Regions from separate parts of the Gossypium hirsutum genome. Here region 2 is linked to region 1. The links are chromatin contacts, called in public Hi-C maps. All regions are on one chromosome and are shown on one strand. The core of a region is the stretch at or near the end of the contact, and the rest is flanking DNA. Distances in the headings are between cores, read along the strand shown.

Region 1 (4,682 bases), core at 1,167-3,666:
TGATTCATTAATTAATTTAATTTGATGACTCATATTGATTAATTGAGCTTGTTAGATTTATGAACATTATAATTAATCATGTGAAAGAATGTAAACTAGAATATGCATGAAAGCAATAACGCATGCACTTGTTATATGTCTTTTAATTTTGTTGATTTGATTCCCACTTTCTTTCTTTTTTTTAGCATAATTCTTATTTCCTTTATTTGATGAAAATTCATCATGAATTTTATGGTAGGTTTACAATAATTATCTCTCTATAACAACTTACTTTTATAGGTGCATAATATCCATCTGTTTATAACAAGCAAAATCTTAGCAGACAAATAGGGTTGTTATAGAGAAGAGTGATTATATTAATTATGAAAGTTGCACCTGAAGGGAAAGATGTGTGCGCAGGGGACAGAACCACCAACCAAGGCATAAGTAGCCTTTTCAAGGAGACATGGTACCACTTTTCCCAAATAAGTCGATCCCCCTCAACAAACCTAGGTGCTCCCACTCTGCGAACCTACAATGCTCTCCACAAAGTTGGGAGACAAAACTCAGACCCAAGACAATTTTTTCAATTGTTGAGGGACGCATCAATTGCCTAGCAGACGACACTTTAGAGACTTCTCTTGAATGAATTGATCCCTCAAAAAATTAAGACACTACCACTTCGTGAACCTACGAGGATCTTTACGGCAAATTGAGTACTGCATCAACTGTCTAACATAGGAAACTTTGAAAATATCTACCGAATGAATTTATCCCCTCAATAAACGTAAAGAAATTTATCTACATGATGTAGGATAAATTCTTCTAAAATTTGATCTATATCCAAAAATAAATAAATAAAAATAAGTAGGGTAGAGAGGATATGACAACGATTGAGACAATGTTTCAACAAAGACTTACACAAGGAATCATTTGCCAAGAAAAACGACTTGTCGCTATAAATGGTGTGAGCGGCACTGCCATTACTTTTAACGTGTTTTAGCTTCAATAATGGAGGTAAGTCGCCATTTCCTCGTGCCTTTATTAATGGTGCGTTCATAATCTTGATTCAAATCCATTTTTAAATAAAAAATTTGAAGCTTCAAGCAATATTGATTGAATCGGATGCATCAGTTGGATCAAATCAGTTAGGGTATCAATTTGAATAGGAATTTTGATTCGATTGACACATGAATCAATGCGGACCAGTTGAACCGGATAAAAAAAACTAGTTGAACAATAATTTTTTTTATTTTTATTTTTAAAATTTTTAATAATCTTTCAATCCAACCAATTAAATTGACAAATCAATAACCTAATCAATTCAATCACCAATTAAATTTTTTTAAAAAAAAATATTAACTCCAAAACCTCCAACTTAATCCAAATATAGTTTTTCTTTAATTTTCTAATATCAAATGAACAATAAGTTATCAAGTTGGATTGGTTTGAAATTGAAATTCTTTATTACCTAAGCTCAACTAGAGGTGATCATGGATTGGGCCCGAAAAATGAGAGGGTTCGGGTAAAAATATAGGCTCGAAATATGGGTTTGGGCAAAAAAATGAGGCCTGTTTAGAAAACAGGCCGGGCCTCGGGTAAAACTTTTTTGGCTTGAGCCCGAATTATATATTAAATATATATTTTTTATTTTTAATCAAATATATTTTTTAAAATTTAATATGCTATTTTCTTTTTAAAATATGCTATTTTGGTGTTGTAAAATTTAATATGGGTCGGGCCGAGCTCAGGCTTAGCAATTTTTTTCGAGCTGGGCTTGGAAAAATTTTTAAGTCCATATTACTTAGAAAACGAGCTTAAAATTTTGTCAGGGCCTAGCCCGATCCAGCCCATGATCACCTCTAAGCTCAACATGGACTAAGCTAAACCTACTGACACTTGGATAAGTTTATTTATGAGTATAGTACCATAATATAAAGCTGATATTATGTTGGGATAAAATCTTAATGTGTAATATGATACATGGTCTTTGATTTTTTTAATTTAATTCAATTTTCATGAACTATTAAAATCATAATTGACATAGTACCTTTTTTTATATACATATTACATACACAAATAATTACATTAATCCAATATAAAAACAAAGAGATGTTCTCATTTCTGCAAAATATGTACAATTAAATAGAAACAAAAGTCTCATTTATACATTTAAATTACAATCAAAATATATAATTACTCCGAATCAAATTTCATACCAATCAAAATTCATATATAAAATTGATATTTTTCCCTAATGCTTTCTTCAATATTAATGTTAATACTATTATATCTCTAAAAAATTTAATTGAAATAAAATAAGATATTGGGTAAGAGAGAGCTTAAAATCAAGAGCAAAGCCTAGTTTGGGAAGTACCCAGGTTTGGTAGGATAGCAGGCCAAGTTACTGGTCTAACCCAATGCCTTTATCTCACTAACCAGGCCACGAAATTTGGCAGTCATCTCAAATCTTCTCAATCTCAATAGCTGCTTTGCAGCTTAAAAATATATGAAATTTATATTTCCAATGTTATAAATATATTTAAGATATTGTTTATTCATATATTTTTTAATAGGTTAGTAGTCCGTGTTATATAAAATTTAATATGTTTATAAAATTTAATATAAATTTAATCGTTAACCTTTTGAAATGAGTCGAATCGTTTTTTTTAAAACAAAAATAATGGCTAAAACATTTTTTTTTAAAATTTGGTAGTTTGCAAAACAATCCACATGTGCTCCATGCTAATTTTTTATTTTTTTTATAATTTTTAAATTATTTATTGATATGACATATAAAATAAATAGTGTCACATCTGTATGAAGTACACATGGATTGTCATACTAGTTGTCTCACCAACCTTGTTGAAAATAATAATATTGTAATTAATATAAAGTGATTTAAATACAAACACATATTTTTCTATTAATTTTAAATTTACTATTATAATATTCCATTTCATCATTATAATTATTAATCTCATTAAAATTAATCACGTGGGCACAAATCCACAAGAAAATTGTAATGGTCTTGGGTACAAGTCTGCTCCAGGAAACAACTAAAACCAATATTTAATTTTCCAGGAAAAAAAGACAAATTCTCAGTGCTGCAAACTGTACCCTCACAATTATTGAGGCAACCAAAATGATTGTAAGATGTGGCTTAAAATAACGTTGAGGATCATGGAAATTGAATTTGGGTTAAGCATTAAGGGAGCAAGACAATTGAAGAGGGGGCGAATTGAAATAATACAAAGTTGCAAATTTGGACTAACAAAAACTACATACCTAGAGATTATAAGCTTATTTATGCTACAAAAACTCATCATCATTCTTTCATAATTTATGATGAAAACTATCCCATGATCTCATCATCTTAACTACATACTTAAAACCCATTAGTCAGTTGGTAATTCAGTCCCCTTAACAGCACCATCATCATTATCGCCATTCACATTTGCTTGACTCTTGTGCTCATTTTCTTCATTAACATCGTTCAGAATGGTAGTGTTAGGGTGGTTAACCTCCTTCACCCCTACTTTGCTCTTCTCTGAATTCCCGACGATGCTGTTGATTTTTCCACCGCTCCCGGTGCTGGTCCTCGGCCGTCCCGGTGTAGCACATCTAATCCACACAAAACGAAGTCAATCGTACAAAAATTATCATAAAATGCTTTTACAATCTCTTTTCAAAATTAAATATAAACATAAAAAAGAAAGAAGCGAAAAATGGGATTGAACTTACATGATGAAAGGTTTGGGTTTTGGTGGATTAGAGATGTGGATTGGGAGCATGGTAAGGTTAAAAGGAAGAGCCATGAGGAAACAAGTGAAGGAGAAATTTGGTTATATTTTGAAGCTCTTAAGATTTTGTGGTATCCAAGTGAATCCCAAAGGGTAGACTTTTATAGCAGACTTCACCTGTTCAAAGTCAACGTAAATTATTAGATATAGTTCCTTTGAATATTCAATCTAGGATGACACCAATAATGTTATCCACTTTTTCTTTTCGGTTCTCATTTGGAATTTAGCATTTTGACTTACCAACATGCATTTTTAATGGTTAATTTTTTACTCTTAATTTACTTAAATTAAGTCATGGGTTTGGTCACATTTTTCTCGATCTAGCTCTTTTAAGGGGTCTTGGTGACAAAGGGATGTCCATAGACTGGACGAATAAATTGGATAAATAAATTCTGTTTGCCACCGTTAAAAGAAAAGTTAGGACATAAGTTTTTATTTTGATCATTTAATTAAAAAAAGTTATAATTTAGTTATTAAACTACTTTAAACTTTTCATTTAAATCATTAGGTTATTAAAATCGGTGCTATATAGCTTCTATTTTTCGCATTGGCTACATGAATTGAAAGCTCACTTTCCCTTTCTCCTCTACAATTGAGTTTTTTTTCCATAAAATAACTTTGAATGTCATGAATCTGCAAACCAATACTCAAATAGCTTTTTTCACCAATCTCTTGCACTGGCCGTCAAATCTGTTAGTTCCAAACTCCGGTAAGAAAAATCTCGAACACACGATCGAAACTCGAACAGAAAAAGAAGAAATAGGACAGGCTCCAAGGCGTGTATCAAGCCACTATCTTTAAGGTTACATTCGCCCACACCTACCTTCGGTGTGTAAATGAGTTCCAAGCAAATTAACCTCGAGGATACAATGAAGCCAATGACTATTTGCGTTTTGCACT
Region 2 (4,682 bases), core at 729-3,228, 61 kb before region 1:
GGTCTTTGTTCAAATTTCTGGAGATTTTCAAGTTTAAGAACAAGTCATGCTGACTTAGGCAAAGGTAAAAGGTCAGAAGACAGAAATGCACTACCTAGATAAAAGTCAAAAGTCAATTTAGAAGTTTAGGCAAAGTAGATTATGCCCCTTTCAACTTTTAGTCCACTTTTCTTTTTCAACTTTATTATTGGCGTATGAATAATTCAGCAAACCAATTAATCAACATGTTGCCATCCTATTTTCTTTGTGAAAGAAAAAAGAAAAGATCACTTACATGGCGTAAGAGAAAGAAAAAGGTAGAATGTTGAGTTCTTTTTGCACCGCTTTATAATACAATGGTTTGGAAAATCACTTGGACCAGGCTGCATAAGCAGAAGGGAAAAGAACCATCAATCACAAAAGATGTAACAAATTAGTCGACTGACAGAGCTAAATTCTGAATACATTTTAGCGCCATTACCGGCACCCTCGAAGCAACTTGATTTCTAAAAACTACAGCTCAAACTAACAGCAATAAGCGAAGAAACACACTTAAAGATCACAAGGAGATAAATTCTAAATGATTTGTTTTGTTTTCAAATTTCATTTGTGTAATTGAAAACAAGTCACATTCTCATGATTGGGAGTGACAATCCCAGAATTCTGAACTGCCCAGAAAACAATCCTTGCCCTCAAAAGGATAATTTTCTCATAACAGAAAAGAAAATTTCCTTTCTATTAGAAGCAAATCATGTTAAAAGCTAAAAAATGACAATACATGACTAAAATTTCACCGAATTTTAGTTCCCAATCACCAATAGATGTTAGGAATGTCATTTGTATCAAATTTGTACACCCCCCTCCCCCCCCAAAGTAACTTACATTTCCCTGAAATTTCCCAATACACAGAAGAAGCAAAAAAATGAATTCCTAAATTAAATTATATGAACAAAATGCATCAATCAGAAATATCCAAATGTAAGAAACTTCACCCGCAAATATTAAAATCCAAACAAATGAGCAAAAGAAAACAAAATTTTCACCAATTCTGAACATTTAAAACAAAAAGTGTACTCTATCCTTTCGACATGGAGTATCCTTGCGATATCCATGAGTTTGTAATGCTTGATTCTTATTAATGAGAGGTAGTGGCTACAAAGTTTAAATATATAAAATTTAAATTTTAAACTTTTAACATGTTACGAGATTATATATAAAATTCAATTAAAAAAGAACTAAAACAAAAATTGGAAAAAGAATAAAAGAAAATTTTAAATTACCTGTTTAAGACATGAAGGAAAAGTGATTTTGCCGCTTCCGGGGGAAGAAGCCCTAACGATCTCTCTCATAGCTTCTCTCCATTTCTTACAAACGCAGGCGCATGTGACGACGTTTTGCCTCTGAGGCCACCGATCTTCACTCGCCTCCACGCGCTCCATGATCTCACCTAGCAACTCCGGCAGCATCGTCGACCACGATTGCCCTTCCTCCTCCGCCTCCGCCTCCGCCTCCGCCAGCGGCGTAGGCTGCGACGACGACGACGAAGAAGAAGAAATCTCCGACTGGTTCACCGTTGGCGAGACCGTTGCTAGCGCTGCCGTTTTGGCCAATGATCTCGATCCCGAGAATCTCCGTGAAAGGCACGAGGACTTCCTGAACGACGACGAAGACGACATCGTTTCTTAGAACGGCTTTCTTTTGGCCTAATTTGCTTTTCAGGAGAGAGATTCAGAGAGAGACGGGGGATTTTGTTTGAAGAAATGGAAAGTAAAAAAGCAAAAAAAAAAATCGAGGGAAAATTGATAACGGCTGTACGAATTAACTGGGCTGTGAGGGGAATGTAAAGAAGGCCGAATAAGATCGGGAGAAAACAAGGCGTGGCAGTATGTGATTGGCGGTGACTGATTCGAGTTTGATGTGGTTGCCTTGGGGTTACTTTTGACTCGCTCCCTTCTCTTCACTGTGAAGCGCTCAACCGTAGGTTTCTCTTTTTTCAGTTGAAAATTAATTAAAAATAAAATAAGAAATAAAGAAAAAAAATGAGTAGTAATTAAACAGGAGCTGCAGGAGATCAGCTGGTGGGTTAAGGTAGTTGGGTGTCAACTGTCAATTCCAAAGCCCTCATTTATTTCCAGGTTACCAGACTTCCCACTAAGCATAGGTTGTGACATGAAATTTTAAACACAAGTTGTTGTAGTGCTGGGCATGATTTATGACAACATACACATGCATGCTTGTTAGTTGTGATGTTCAACCCTTCAAAGTTTGTCTAAAATTTTAATAAAAAATATTAAGTTGATTTAAAATAAATAAGTTTGAGTCCAACTCGTTTTCTAAATTTATAACACATAAAATAATTTATAATTTTATTAGTTTATGATATACCCGTATTTGAGTGAAAATAATTTATGTAACATAATGTTAAATATGGTATCCGAATCATGGTACTTGTACTCTCATAAAATATCTTATGTGGTCAGGAGCGAAGCCAGAATAATCTTTTAGGGGCCGAATAAAATTTTAATTTTTTATAGTCTATATCTTTATAATTTTTAAAAAATTTAATTTAATTTTTATAATTTTAGGGAGGCCAAAGTGTGATTTTACCTTTACTAATTTAAACTATTTAAAAATTTTAGAGGGCCTAAATTATAATTTCCCATTTTAAGGGGACCGGGGCCCATACCACCCCCTTAGATTCGCCTCAGGATGTGGTACTAGAATTATTAATGTGTTTTCTTATGGTATATGATGTTAACATTGTTAATGAATTGTTAAACAACAAATGAAGCTTGACACGTAGAATTTTTTTTTCAAACCATCAAGTTCATACAGATAATATAACATTATGTGAAAATTAAATAAAACAAAATTAAATATTAAACTTACATGAAAGAATAGGGAAAGTACTTATCTTCATGGATAATAAAATACATTATTTACAAATCAAATAAAAATATTATTTTTAATGGAAAACTCTTTGGAGAAGATGGACATTTACTTACATGGAGAATATGATATTTTTACTTATATAAATTTAGTATTTACTTCTTTTTATTATTAACAATATGTTTAGTTATTTTAATAAATTTATTTATTTTATTTAGTTTTTTACATAATGTTATATTATTCATATAGAATTGATGATTTGAAAAACAAATTGCGTATCAAATTTTAATTGGTTGGTTTAGCAATTTACTAACGGTGTTTATACCATTACCATAATAAAACATATGTGGTAGTTCCAGAATCACATTTGACCTTTTCAAAGTATATGTACCACATTAGATTTTTTTATGAAAGTACATATACTATAATAAATAACACATTAATAGTTTAAGTACAACATTATACATTTTCAAAGTATAGGTATCATATTAGGCATTTTATGAAAGTATAGGTGCCGAATGTGGTATTATCTCAAAATTAATTAAAGCTTTGGTTACAATGGTAAAAATAATTGCTTTTTATGCATGATGTTTCGGGTTCAAATCTTTATGTGATCAAAATTTTATTGACTTATTATAAAAAAAAAAGACAAAAATGCTCTCATAAAATTATACTTAATTTGAATATATGACACTAATTTAGTGATTTCATAACTAAGTCGATGCCCGATTGACCTGTGACACCAACATTAACTCAATAAAAGATTTAATATAAGTATAAAAAAATATTAAGTTGTTTATATTTAATATTTAATAATTCAAAATAGTACAAATATTTAAAAAAATTGAAGGACAGACCTAAAATGTGCTTGGGTTAGCCATTTACAAAAATGGATGAACTTGGGAAAATTTGAGGCTCATATTTCAAGGCGCCCAAACTTGAACAAGTTTAATGTGTATTAATATCATACATAAATATGACTCATACCTAACCCGGCATGACCCACAAACTATTGAAAAAGTCAATTAAGAAAATGATTTTTAAAACAACAGAAGTTTAAAAAAAATTTTAAGCTGAGATGGTTTGAGATATTTATAGCAATAAAATTTTACCGAAATATACATGTGCTTTGTGCAAGACGGATTTGAATCATTCTCAGCTTTCAACTAAATGATCTTCTCCACTATCCTCGTTTCTTGAATTGCGTCGAATGTGGACTTAAGCAACACGAACCAAACATAGAACAAGAAATTGAATTATTACTTTCAATGGGGAAGTAATTTCTCTCTATAAACTGAAAAAGTTTGTTATTCTGAAAAATAGAATTTATGCTTAGGAATAAATTTACCCTGTTTTTCAGTAGAATAATAATGTATCAATCAAACATATTTTCCTATACCAAAGGTATCTATTTATAGAGAGAGATAAGAGAATACCATTTGAATAAAGTTTAAACAAATAATATGATTTAAATAGAAAACACTTTCCCTGTTTAACTGAGAGATGGGTTGGGCCTCTCATGTATTGGGTCCAATTTATACGTATTTTCTATACTTTTGACCTAGTACTTTATAATTTAATCAAACCCAAGATTTGTTTCCCATTTCCCAAAATAAATATAATTTATTTGATTAATTTAATTAACTAAATTAATTTCTCAATTAAATAATTTTCTCAACCCAATTCTAATTCCGTAGAAGTCATGACAACTTTCACTACACTAAAATATGCTTTTAGCGGCATATTTTGTGGCGTTTGCATGACAAATGCCGCTAAAAATCGAGTATTAGCGGCGCAGTGAACTAAACACCGTA

Evidence for each region. Hi-C and Micro-C count contacts between places; a contact is called where the count stands out from the background.
Region 2: a Hi-C map of leaf shows a contact between it and region 1, with 2.2 times the contacts expected there. The contact joins the promoter of LOC107897253 here to the enhancer-like site in region 1. A contact is called at or near these places in 4 of 34 Hi-C or Micro-C datasets (callus and leaf).

Annotation. Positions count from the first base shown.
Region 1 is chrD05:56,320,560-56,325,241 of Gossypium_hirsutum_v2.1, reverse strand. No RefSeq gene overlaps it. Among protein-coding and RNA genes, the nearest start is that of LOC121218090, 14 kb to the right of the region's middle. Within about 2 kb of position 2,416, at least 2 of the 9 cell types and tissues checked have an H3K27ac peak or open chromatin away from gene starts, as enhancers often do. A contact at or near this core is called in leaf, where this site is marked.
Region 2 is chrD05:56,380,650-56,385,331 of Gossypium_hirsutum_v2.1, reverse strand. It overlaps LOC107897253 (tubby-like F-box protein 7), which reads right to left and starts at 1,978. Exons shown (of 4, transcript XM_016822634.2): 1 at 1,260-1,978; 2 at 275-362. The coding sequence starts at 1,655.